Regions from separate parts of the Zea mays genome. Here region 2 is linked to region 1. A link is a contact called in public Hi-C data. All regions are on one chromosome and are shown on one strand. Each heading gives the region's core, a stretch centred on a gene start, on an enhancer-like site or on the middle of the called end of the contact. The rest is flanking DNA. Distances are from core to core; before and after follow the strand shown.

What was found. Hi-C and Micro-C count contacts between places; a contact is called where the count stands out from the background.
Region 2: a Hi-C map of ear shows a contact between it and region 1, with 3 times the contacts expected there. The contact joins the promoter of LOC100284613 here to the promoter of LOC115100998 in region 1. A contact is called at or near these places in 2 of 25 Hi-C or Micro-C datasets (ear and tassel).

What each region holds. Positions count from the first base shown.
Region 1 is chr10:2,007,182-2,010,129 of Zm-B73-REFERENCE-NAM-5.0, forward strand. It overlaps LOC115100998, which reads left to right and starts at 1,508. Exons shown (of 2, transcript NM_001371103.1): 1 at 1,508-2,304; 2 at 2,399-2,948. The coding sequence starts at 2,042.
Region 2 is chr10:2,199,130-2,202,077 of Zm-B73-REFERENCE-NAM-5.0, forward strand. LOC100284613 (40S ribosomal protein S16) reads left to right here and starts at 1,533. Exons shown (of 1, transcript NM_001157508.2): 1 at 1,533-2,329. The coding sequence starts at 1,615. The coding sequence ends at 2,064. It overlaps LOC103640683 (trigger factor-like protein TIG, Chloroplastic), which reads right to left. Exons shown (of 14, transcript XR_002265533.1): 12 at 2,832-2,927; 13 at 2,519-2,731. It also overlaps the pseudogene LOC111590381.

The sequences.
Region 1 (2,948 bases), core at 258-2,757:
CAGTTCTACGGTCTCGTGTGTCGTACTTCATATTCCCATTTTATGCAAAAATAAGATAAAATTGTGCACAATTGAGGATTCAAATCTTAGACAAACCCACATATCTTTTATGTTTTATTAAAATAGAGTCTAATCATGTGATATATATAGAAACGGTAGCTATGCACTGACATTTGACTACGTATACAAAGAGAGAGACATGCCAATATACACATAGTATATATACCTGCAGTGAGCAGTCATGGAGCTAGGGAAGGAGTGAAAAGATCCTGCTCGATCGATTTTATTAATTGTGACGATGAACACAAGAAATTATGAAGAAGAAAAATATATTGCATGCATGTGGATGTGAATGCCGAGTTGTGACACGTACATACGTAAGTGTGGGAGATACATAAGAGAGTGTGAAAAATAAGGGACACGAAATTATAGATGACACCATTTAACACTGTTTACATAAAGAGGTTTGAAATAAAAATGAGATATGGGATGGTATATGGGATCTACTAACATATCCTAATAAGGCCCCTTTAGTAGAGCTCTTTCTATGCAAGCTCCGCTCTGGCTTTTTTTCCTTATTTTCAGGAATAGCTCTGAAAAGAGTATTCTATTTGGTTGGAAACACAACTTCTTATGCGAAGTGGGCTTGACGAAGATAAAACATGGGAGAGCGATCAGTAGAAGCTCATTTTCTGGCTCGAGGGCTTCTGTTGCTTTTTTTAAGAAACTCCTCCCCAAAGAACTCATCAAAGAGCCTCTCTTTTTTATAGATTTTTTATAGAGTGTTAGAGGAGCCCTGCCAAAGCGGCTCTAACTAAGGGTCAGTTTGTACATGCATATAATTTGCATGTGCCAATGCATGTGGACCTAATATAAATTGCCGTGTACGTTATGAGGGTGGACCTACTTCACCACTTGATAAAGTCATGCACTCGATCATGCAGAAGCGGGCCGGCCGGGTCAATTCATTTAATTGACTTGCGATAGAGATAGACTAACCACCATCAGTATCGCAATAACAGAGAAAATTTAGGATGTGGTTGGTTGGTAGCGACAAATCTCTCACAAGCCTCGTAGAATTTACTAGAATCGTAGAGTAACAATAATATCAAAAAGATACAAGAAATGTATATATATACAGGCAAACGAGCCTTTGGCCGGCCTGCCCGGCTCGGACCCGATGAAGTCTGTTCTGTTTTAGGCTCGATCCGCTAGACATGGTTAAAAAATCGGGTCGAGCCGTCTAAGCTCGCGGGCTCGTTTCCCTGTTCGAGTTCGGCCCGCTGCGGGTGTCGGGCCAGTCCGTTAAGTAGAAAAACCGGGTCAAACAGTGCGGTAAGCACGGTTTAAGTACAAAAAACGGGTTTAAAGGTAAACGGGTCGGACTAGCCCGTTATGCTTAGTTTCCTGTCCGAGTTTGGCCCGCTTATTCGTGCTGGACTGGCCCGAGCCCATATAAAAGTGAGCCAGACCAGGCTCATATCAGGCAAAAAAAACTTGCTTTGGACCGAGCTTTCGTGCTTCGTGCTTTATGTTCATCTATATACTATATATAGATGTAGCTGAAACGTAGCTGTCATCCAACTCTGGCAACCTTTTTCCTACATACACACGGCGGAATAAATTGCCTTGAGTGAGTCCTATAGTCAAACAGTTCCTCCAGGTAATCTATCCTTGCTTTTGAAGTGTCAATTTCTATGGTTCATGCATCATGTGAAGGAGAAAGCGCGCAGGTAGTTGCTAGCAAAGCTAGCTAGGGTTGGTTAGTCGTTAACTAGATGACAGCAGCTAGCAGTGAAAAGGAGCTCACTCTCACTGTCTCACTTAGCTCTGTTCCTTTCATCCAAAACAAAAACCAAGATGGGGGGTTGGGAGGAATTGAAGAGGATTAAACCCTGCTTGTTAATGAGATCCCCTCAGCGCCTTCCAATATAATAATACCGCCGGACTTCCATTTCGAGAGCAACCGAACGAACAAGGCTAGAAGCTAGCTAGCCAAGTTATTAGGTACTACATACTAGTGGCCGGCCGGACACGATCGATGGGAAGGCCGCCGTGCTGCGACAAGGCGGGGGTCAAGAAGGGGCCATGGACGCCGGAGGAGGACATCGTCCTGGTGTCCTACGTCCAGGAGCACGGCCCCGGCAACTGGCGCGCCGTGCCCGTCAGCACGGGCCTCATGCGCTGCAGCAAGAGCTGCCGCCTCCGCTGGACCAACTACCTCCGCCCCGGCATCCGGCGCGGCAACTTCACACCCCACGAGGAAGGCATCATCGTCCACCTCCAGGCCTTGCTAGGCAACAGGTACCCATAATCATGCATAGCTTCTTGTTCTTCTCGTCACCTAGCTCCGGATGGTTGGTGCAAGTGCAATATATATGCATATCTATGTATGCAGATGGGCGGCCATTGCTTCTTACCTCCCACAGAGAACCGACAACGACATCAAGAACTACTGGAACACCCACCTCAAGAAGAAGCTCCGGAAGCAGCAAGCCATCGGCGCCATCTTCGCGCCACCTCGCCCCTCCGAACCCACCGCCGGCCATGCCGATTGCCGTCGTCACGACATGACCCGCTCCTCCAAGGACAGCCACGCTGCTTGCCCGGCCGACAGCACACCAGCGGCTGATGAGGTCGTCACCCAGCTCATCGCCCAGCAGTTCGCCGCCACCGACGGCGACACCTCGTCGTCGTCGTCCTACTCGTACGCCTCCAGCACGGACAACATCTCCAAGCTGCTGAACGGCTTCATGATGAAGAGCGCCTCGCCGGCGCGGGACGACGCTACCGACACCATCAAGACTTCCTCGGCCATTGACATCGACCCTTTCGACCACAAGTCCGGCGGGGCCGCACTACCACCACCCAAGAAGCGGCAGCAGCAGCAGCATCTGTCCTCCATAGAGAACTGGTTGTTCGACGATGCCACTGAGCAGCTCGTTGTC
Region 2 (2,948 bases), core at 283-2,782, 190 kb after region 1:
TGGCTATTAGCTGACAAAGTGAATAAATGGAGTAAATGTTGGGACATGTTCATCCCACAGGCACAGCAAAAAGCCATAGGGGCAACTTAAAAGTCCCAAATATATGAAATGTCAGGATAAACTGAAACCCTAATGGACAAATTGGCAGCATAGGTGGTTAAATAAGCAATTTCATTCCATCTTAACGAATTTAAAAAACAGTTGAAGTGAATAATCAGTTGAGAGGGAACCAAAGCTATGCATGAAAAAATTTCGATCCTCCTTAGTGATTAGATTACGAAGGGAAAAATATGGTAGTAAATGTGCTGGACCTGTTCACTATTAGGGCAACCGTAAAGCCCACCGCTATATCCGAAGCTTCCACCTCACTAATCCAATTATGTGGACCAAAGGTTGTTTATCATCTCACCCTCATGATCCAAAAAACGCTTAATCATACCAACTTGTCAAGCAAGGTGAGTCACAAATCATATATTGAGCAACATACATGGCAAACAAGTACATTTTTTAATAACCATGAGGGCTATCGATGCAACAGAAAAATATCAGATATGGAGAGGACTGCACCAGATGTTGTAATCTAACCTTATTAAGCATGTGCAGTGACTATTTATACTGATAGACAAATTTAAAGACATGCAGTTGTTTACATGACAAAACATAGTAAACATCCACCATGAAAGCGTAGCTAACATCCACCATCTTAATAATAACTCTAATAGTTCACCCTCCATCCTAAAAGGACCAATGTAATGATACTAAGTGTACTATAAAGTTCAATGTGCTGGACGAAGAGAGAAGAACCGTTAACAAGAACATCTGAAGGGTAAGGACCCAAGACCACCCGTGGTAACAGAGTAGAAGGCACATTCTTTGTTAGTATCATTCCGGAACGGAATCACTTTGTCAATGACGAGCGTGATACAAAATCAAACCACACTAATAGAACGACTAAGCACAAACAGAAGACAAGCGGGATTAAACACACATAAAAAGCCTTTTTTTTTAATAAAGAATACTTCAAATTTTTCGAAAAAAGAACATGTCAAAGGAAAAGAACATGTCAAAGGAAAAGAACATCGCGAAGTATCTCGTGTAGTGTGTTTGGGGAACCCGCGCGGCCATCATCGCGCGCGCTCCGACCGCGGGCAGTCGTCATCGCTCGTCGCCGGCAGCGACCGCGGGCGCAAGCGCCGCCTCTTCCCGACGAACCGCGCCACCAACCCACCAACCCTTGCAGGCCGGCGGGGGCAACGCGGGCACGGGGAGGCGACTCCGGCCGCCGCCCGCGGTGCTGCCGGACGGCGCGCTCGGATAAGATCAAGTAGTGTTCGTGAGGGCCGAAACCCTAGCTTCTCCGCCCTTGACCAGTGGCCATTTTATCACAACGAATACCTGGGCCTCACCAGCCACCGGGTTTCCTTCCTTCTAAGGCCCGGCCCAACAAGTCATTCGTCGGCGCCGGCGATCCCGGAAACCGCTTCCATCCATCCGTACTATAAAAGCCTCCACCGCAGCAACGTTTCCAAGCCACCGCAGCCCTAGCGCGCCGCCACCTTCACCTTCGCAGCCCTAGCCGCCGCCGCCGCCTCCATTGCTGCTATACCCGCAACCATGGGTCCCGTGCTGAAGCGCCCGACCCCGGGCACAGTGCAGTGTTTCGGGCGCAAGAAGACGGCCGTGGCCGTGGCCTACACGAAGCCAGGCCGAGGGATGATCAAGGTGAACGGCGTCCCGATCGAGCTGCTCCGTCCCGAGATGCTGCGGCTCAAGGCCATGGAGCCCGTGCTGCTGGCGGGGCGGTCCAGGTTCAAGGACATCGACATGCGGATCCGCGTGCGCGGCGGCGGGAAGACGTCGCAGATCTACGCCATCCGCCAGGCCGTCGCCAAGGGTCTCGTGGCATACTACCAGAAGTACGTCGACGAGGCGGCGAAAAAGGAGATCAAGGACATCTTCATGCGCTACGAGCGCACCCTCCTCGTCGCCGACCCCCGCCGCTGCGAGCCCAAGAAGTTCGGCGGCCGCGGCGCCCGCGCCAGGTTCCAGAAGTCCTACCGCTGAGCGCCAGCGCCTGCCGGACCGCTGTCGTGGCTCCGTTTAGCTACGACTTTACAGAACTCTGATAATAACATGGTTGGCGATTCGTAGGCTTCTCAGGCTTTATTTTATTTTATTTTATTTTAGTTTATGTTTATCCTATTTAAGTGCAATACTGGTGCCTCAAATTTAGCTTATAGTATACACCGATTGGTATTTTATATTTATGCACTTCGTATAGCGTTCTTAATTCCATGATTATCCTTGCGCAAGATCGACCAATCGGCCACAGTATGAATTTATAAAGTTCAAAATATAAATATGTTGGATTATATAATCTGGGGAGATTATAAACACAAACAAACACGCCCTCTAATGCGATGTGATTGTCTCTACCGAAAACATGCTAGTTACTAAAGCTCCAAATCCGAATTTATATCATGAACCGAGTCAATAGACAAATGTTTGTTAGCCACACCTCTTAATCACTGCACTGCTCTAGGCTGGTTGGCATTGGCAAGGACCAAGGCCACTCGCAAAACTGCCGACCGCCACACCAGCCACCATCTTTCTCACGTTCAGAGGAGCTTTCCTTGACCCAGCATCGTGGGACTCATCGCCTGATATACTCGACCGAGCAGTTCTCCTTGAGCCATTCAAGCACCTTCGCCGCCTCTAGGACATCCTGGACCTGCATCATTGAATCGCGCGTAGAAATACATACGCATGAGTGTGAGAACAGAGCTAGGCTGTAGTTTAGTGGAGGAGGTCACAACCAGAAACAGCCAGACCTGCTGCCTGATGTTGTCCTCATCATAGTCTTGGTTGTACTGTTTGAACTCCGCTATGGAGTTCTCAACTTCCTTGACGAGCTGATCAGTCGAGTACTGCATGATGATTCGTTGCCG